2 separate regions of the Oncorhynchus mykiss genome follow, and region 2 is linked to region 1. A link is a contact called in public Hi-C data. All regions are on one chromosome and are shown on one strand. Each heading gives the region's core, a stretch centred on a gene start, on an enhancer-like site or on the middle of the called end of the contact. The rest is flanking DNA. Distances are from core to core; before and after follow the strand shown.

The links. A called contact is a pair of places that touch in the nucleus more often than the background predicts.
Region 2: a Hi-C map of liver shows a contact between it and region 1, with 5 times the contacts expected there. The contact joins the promoter of srd5a1 here to the promoter of LOC110496455 in region 1. A contact is called at or near these places in 2 of 3 Hi-C or Micro-C datasets (blood and liver).

Annotation. Positions count from the first base shown.
Region 1 is chr18:51,166,338-51,169,408 of USDA_OmykA_1.1, forward strand. It overlaps LOC110496455 (large proline-rich protein BAG6), which reads right to left and starts at 1,801. Exons shown (of 24, transcript XM_036953037.1): 1 at 1,438-1,801; 2 at 1,052-1,141; 3 at 773-890. The coding sequence starts at 1,132. LOC110496461 (lysophosphatidylcholine acyltransferase 1) reads right to left here. Exons shown (of 14, transcript XM_021572388.2): 14 at 2,429-3,071.
Region 2 is chr18:51,493,539-51,496,830 of USDA_OmykA_1.1, forward strand. srd5a1 (3-oxo-5-alpha-steroid 4-dehydrogenase 1) reads left to right here and starts at 1,343. Exons shown (of 5, transcript XM_021572400.2): 1 at 1,343-1,794; 2 at 2,103-2,269; 3 at 2,503-2,604. The coding sequence starts at 1,484. It overlaps LOC110496470 (RNA cytosine-C(5)-methyltransferase NSUN2), which reads right to left. Exons shown (of 19, transcript XM_036953048.1): 2 at 26-183.

The sequences.
Region 1 (3,071 bases), core at 551-3,050:
AGTCACGGTTTTGTCTCACCAGGGGTAATGGTCAGATTCACGTTTCTCGTCAAAGGAATGAGTGTTACACTGAGGCCTGTACTCTGGAGCGGGATCGATTTGGAGGTGGAGGGTCCGTCATGGTCTGGGGTGGTGTGTCACAGCATCATCAGACTGAGCTTGTTGTCATTGCAGGCAATCTCAACGCTGTGCGTTACAGGGAAGACATCCTCCTCCCTCATGTGGTACCCTTCCTGCAGGCTCACCCTGACAGGAATGTTCTGTGCGTGCTTTCCTGCAAGACAGGAATGTCAGTGTTCTGCCATGGCCAGTGAAGAGCCCGGATCTCAATCCCATTGAGCACGTCTGGGACCTGTTGAATCGGAGGGTGAGGGCTAGAGCCATTACCCCCCAGAAATATCCAGAAACTTGCAGGTGCCTTGGCGGGAGAGTGGGGTAGCATATCACAGCAAGAACTGGCAAATTTGGTGTAGTCCATGAGGAGATGCACTGCAGTACTTAATGCAGCTGGTGGCCACACCAGATACTGACTTAATTTTGAGCCCCCCCCCCCCTTTGTTTAGGGACATATTGTTCCATTTCTGTTAGTCACATGTCTGTTGAAATGGTTCAGTTTGTCTCAGTTGTTGATACAAATTAATACAAAAACATTTACACGTTAAGTTTGCTGAAATTAAAATGCAGTTGACAGTGAGAGACGCTTCTTTTTTTGCTGAGTTTATATTACTTACAGTCTCCATTGAATAGAATAGTTGCTGGCTTTTTTACTCACTGTAGTCATTCAGTGTCCTCTCATCCTGCAGCACTCTGCCCTGGTAGATTAGTCTCTGCTTTTCCACTGGGATATCCACTGACGCAGATATGTGTTCTTTGAACCTCTTCAATGTCAACTAAAGGAGAAATAACAGGCTCAGTGCATCACTAGTACAGGGCTGAATAAATGCATGTCCCACTCATAAGTGTACAGCATAAAAGACTACAACGAAGTTACCTGAAATCCAAACGGATATATGCCGTTGGATTTCAGGCTAAAACAGAAGTCACAGCCTACCTCTCTCCGGACAGTGTAGCTCCTGCTCCGCGAGTCCAGGGTCTTCACTGTAACCTCTATGGTGCTTGCTGACTCCTCCATGTTTCTCTGCTAAGAGCACAGATAAATACAGTCAGAAAATGTACTTTATCCTAAAATGTCCAGCCATGAAGACAACTGGGGTGTATTCATTGCAGAAACCCCTTAAGAACCAAATTGAAGCAAACGGAAAGGAGGGACCTAACGTTACCCGAATATGTCCAATAGAAACTTTCGTTTGAGTTTTCAGTTGAGTAAACGGTTTCTGTAGCAAAATGTTTTGCAACAGAACCGGTTTAATGATTACACCCCTGATGTTTATCCCATCACCTCTCGATTAGTAGTTAATAAATCGTTGAGTACAATACCTGTATTCTCACTTGAATCGAGGCTGTTATTAGCTTGCTAGCCAGCTACCTAATCTACATGTATTTAAATCAGGAAGCCAGCTGACGTTTATGTTTTATTTAACTAGGCGAATCAGATAAGAACAAATTCTTAATTACAATGACGGCCTATCCCGGACGACGCTGGGCCAATTAAGCGCCGCCCTATGGGACTGCCAATTACGTCCGGATGTGATTCAACCGTTAATCTCAATTATAATTGATTTTGTCTTCGTTCAACGTCATAGCACGGAAATACACTGTTGATGAAATTGAAATGGCGTTACATGAGCAATTATCTACTTTGTCTATTCAAATATTTAGTTCATATTCCATTGATTGGTTGCTAAAAAGTGCGACACCATTTAGTGCAAGGACCCATATGACGCACAAAATGGGGAGTGCCCATTATAAATGCCTGTTTGTTTAGGTACGAGTCTGTGTGCATAAGCATGTTTCCCATGCCAATAAAGCCATTTGAATTGAGAGCGCGAACACAGCAATAACTGTAGACTCGAAAACAAATTGAACAAATTATCAATTTACAGTTGCATTTTAACATCAGTGTATCTAATGTACTTGAATGTACACGCTCCCTCTTAACGCGCTCACTCTCTGGGCCTTGGGAATTAGATTTGGAGTGGTGTTCCCTTTAATTCATCCCGCTCTATTTCCTCATCAGTTTGAGTTTAAACCGGTCTATTTTTAGCTGACGCCGAGATGGTGTGTGTCCATGGGCGCAATGTTAACCTATTACCTTCATGACACAACGTTCAGAACTAGACCGTTGAGCACAAATCCCAGACATTGCTTTCACCTTTCATGTGTTCTCTTATTGGTGCAGATATAAGGCAGTTGGCGAGGAGATAGGCTAATTGCCATAGGCGTAGAATAGCCACCATCAAATCAGAAATCAGCCGAATATCTATTTCAGGAGTAGAGCTCCTACTAGTGGAAATAAAAAACACTGCAGTTGTGGAAATGTCATGATTTAATTCTCAACATTGAAGGCATGGAGCACTGCATAGGTATTCATAATTTCCAATCCACTTTCTTACAAAATGAATACTCGAAAACATTCAAAGATTTATATACCACAAATGTACAACATACAAAAGGTGTCGCTTCAAAGCCAAACTGCAGAGAATTCCCAAAACAAAACCAGTACAAAAAGGTAATAGATTGATCGCTTATCATAAAGTCAGAACTGATCCCAGATCAGTTTCATGATTGCCGATGCTTAAATGGTTCATGTTAGAATTTCAGCAAGGTGAGCTGATCTTAGATCTTTGCCTAAGGGCAACTTACTTCCAGAGTGATATGAGAGGTAACTAAAAAAAATGAGGGAAACATCTTAACTGAATATCTTAACTGAGGCTATGTCCGAAATACACCCTATTCCCTATATAGTGCACTGCTTTTGACCAGAGACAAATGTGCACTATATAGAGTATAGGGTGCCATTTGAGATGGATCCAAACTCTGGTTCTCTGTTCATCCAATAAGAAAAGAGAAAACAAACACATGTTCATCTGAAGACCCCAGTCTTTATGCTTATGAAAAGAAAGATACTTATGCTGTTAGATGCTTCACTTAAGCTCAGACAACATTAAAAT
Region 2 (3,292 bases), core at 93-2,592, 330 kb after region 1:
AGGTCGAGCTTAGTAGCTTCCGTACCTCTTGTATCCAGTGATGCGGATTGTGGCGGGCAGCGGTTCTCTCATAGCCGCCATGAACTGGTCAAACTCCCCCTCGGGCACCAGGCCCAGCTCCTGGTAGTATGCCTCAAACAGCTTGTTCTCCTTGATGATGTCAGCGTAGCCTGCACCCCAACCCTACAGGACAGATACATCGGAGGAGAGGGAAGACGCGAGGCGACATTGGGTGGAGAGCAGATGAGGGGGGAACCGAATAGGAGACATGGGAGGAGAGGAATGGATGGGGGTGAAGTGGATGTTAGTTTTCTGAATTGCAGCCTCAGATGGATAGATATTGATAGAGTTTACTATCATAGTACAATAGCTATAACCTGGTCCCAGATCTGTTTTTACTGTATAGCCAACTCCTTGACATGCCAGCACAAACATCTGGGACCAAGATAAAATAGCTAGCTAGCTACACATAGCTATGTCAACGAGTTGTGCAGTAGTAATCAAATCAAAGTTGCTGGGGAGAAATTAAATCTCTTTGACTCGGCATACAGTAATTTGAGGTGACCTAGGCAAGTTAGCTACAGTACGCTAAATTAGCCGGCTAGCTATGAAGAGCTATCAAAACTTACAGCATTGTCCCGGTTATCTCTTCCACCAGGCTTGCTATTATTTTGATGCTCCTTCTTTCTCAGTCGACTTCTCTTTCCCATTTTGGAAACACACACTACTCTAAATATGAACCTGCGAAGCAACGTTCTGGTGTAGCTAAATGTATTTTGCTAACAGGGTGATTGAAATGCGAATGGTACTGCACTCGTGTTCTGTTTCATCTTCTGACGCACACATGTGAGACAGGACCCCAGTTTATGGGTGGCGATGTATTAGCCTGAGAAATAGAAAATATCAGTGCAACATTTTGGCCAACTAAAACCAAAAACACACTCATATGTTTTCGTTTTGGAGCTAGTCAGACAGTGATAAATGATGTGTTTTTTTGTGTATGCACTAATGCCCCTTCCTCCAAACAATGTCTGATCAACGATATAGTCCGTGGCTTATTCCTCGCCAGTTAAGGAACCCAGGGGCAATGGCTATATACTTTTTTTATTGTTATTTTTTTTAACAGCAGTTTGCATAAATATGTAATGGAATTCATCTAAAATTACTGTAATTTCATATTTTTACCAGTGTGGTGGTTTCTCCTGAACACACCTTGTAGTTGAATAACATTGTATCCATTTTCAATTGGCTAGATAATGACGATGCAAAACAAAGTGACTCGATTGGTTTATTAGGAGTCAGGCTCCTTTATTTATCCTTATGATTGGACCATGGAACTGAGCAGACCAGTGAGATGATCGCAGTACGCATACTTGTGCAAGTGACATATGTGTTCATTATTGCCTTGGATACATTCATTTTATTTACATTGTTTTGAATACAATTTTAATTTCTTACACTATTTGCAGCTTATCTGGTAAAGATGGACAGTATTCTTTCAAAGCTTTTCGCCTCCGAGACAGAAGAGTTGTATGTTTTGGACTGCCTGGCATACTTCATGATTTTCATGGCTGCTTGTACCTTCATAACATTACTATTTGAGAATGTCCCCTATGGCAGATACGCAACAAGCAGATATGGATTCCCCGTCAACGTCAAATTCGCCTGGTTCGTGCAGGAACTACCTGCTTTTCTGGTGCCACTGTGCCTTGTGCTGTGGACTTCTGCGGCGAAAACCACTCATCTTCCCAATCAGCTACTGCTGGTCATGTACTTCTGCCACTATGTGCAAAGGTAAGACCCAATGGTTAGAAGATAGTTTGACAAAGTAACACTGTACTTCACATGCATACAAAGTACTAACTGTCATATCTAGGTCAGTGGTTCTCAAACGTTTTTTGGTTACTGTACAACCAAGTACATTTTGCTCTGCCCAGAGTACCCCCTCATATGCAATTGATTTCTCAATTGTAATAACACATTGCTAAATGATGTGCCAACGTTGTAACTGAAATGCAGTGCATTGCCAGCCATGAGACACATGCATCCTAGACAACTGGTGGGGAAATTATTATTCATCAGTTCTATTTATATTCTTCTAGATCTCTCATCTATCCATTTTTAATTCGTGGAGGGAAATCTACACCATTTGCATCGTTCGCCTTGGCCTTTGTGTTCTGCATCTATAATGGCTACATGCAGGTCAGATACCTGAGCCACTATGCAGAGTACTCTGCTGATTGGGTTACCAGCCCTTGCTTTATCACAGGTAAGAGACATGGCTGACATGACATACAGCATAGGGTCTGTATTAATGCATAAACCACACATTCACAAATTACACAGTTGTCTATTTCAATATGTTCCATGAATTTCTTCTCGTTCTAGAGTTATCCACATCATGCTATCCAAAACATACCTTACATTTCCTCATTTTCACCTCATTGGTTGTCTTATATACACTGTCATTATAAATCAGCTTCCCCATTGGTTGATTTTCAGGCTCTGCGCTATGGTTGGTGGGTTGGTTGGTGAACATTCACTCAGACCACATCCTGAGGAACCTACGGAAGCCTGGAGAGATCAGCTACAAGATACCAACAGGTAAGATACCTGCTACCAGAGAGCGATATAGAGAGAGACAGGTTTTCCACTGATCAGACGCCATGACCGTTTTGGACAGCATGCTGTAACAATTTCACATCAGTTCTCTCACAGCCAGCTGAACACATTGTAAATAATGGCTGTGAAATGTGTCTATGCTAGCTACAACCATAGTAGCACACTGATGTTCAGTGTTGCTTAAAACAGGGAGTTCACTCTTTCCAGAGGGTGGATCCAGTATTCTATTTTAAATCCAGGGTTACAGAGAGTAGTGTCACTATGACACACCAGAGAGGGTTGAAACCATCACCTTGTGCCCGAGGTGAACCCTTCATAACTGATGAACCAGTTGAAACCTGTCCACCCTAAAGCCTTGTAGAAATAAAGCTTTTTATGGTAGAGACAGAAGAATGCAGCAAGTCTAGTCACACCGTATGGAAAAAGTCTTACATTTTAGTTATTTAAGTGCCTTGCTCAAGGGCACAGACAATTTTTTTTTCACCAATTAGAACCAATGACCTTCAGTTACTAGCCCTACGTTTTTAACCGTTAGGCTACCTGCCGCCCTGCAGGCACTCCTGGAATCCAGAGAAACATGATGTTTTAGAAGAGTGGTGGTGAAGGCAGTGGCTGTACACAGTCTGTGTTCAAGCAGGGGGGGGACTGAAGCCATCTATGGTCTTTAGTG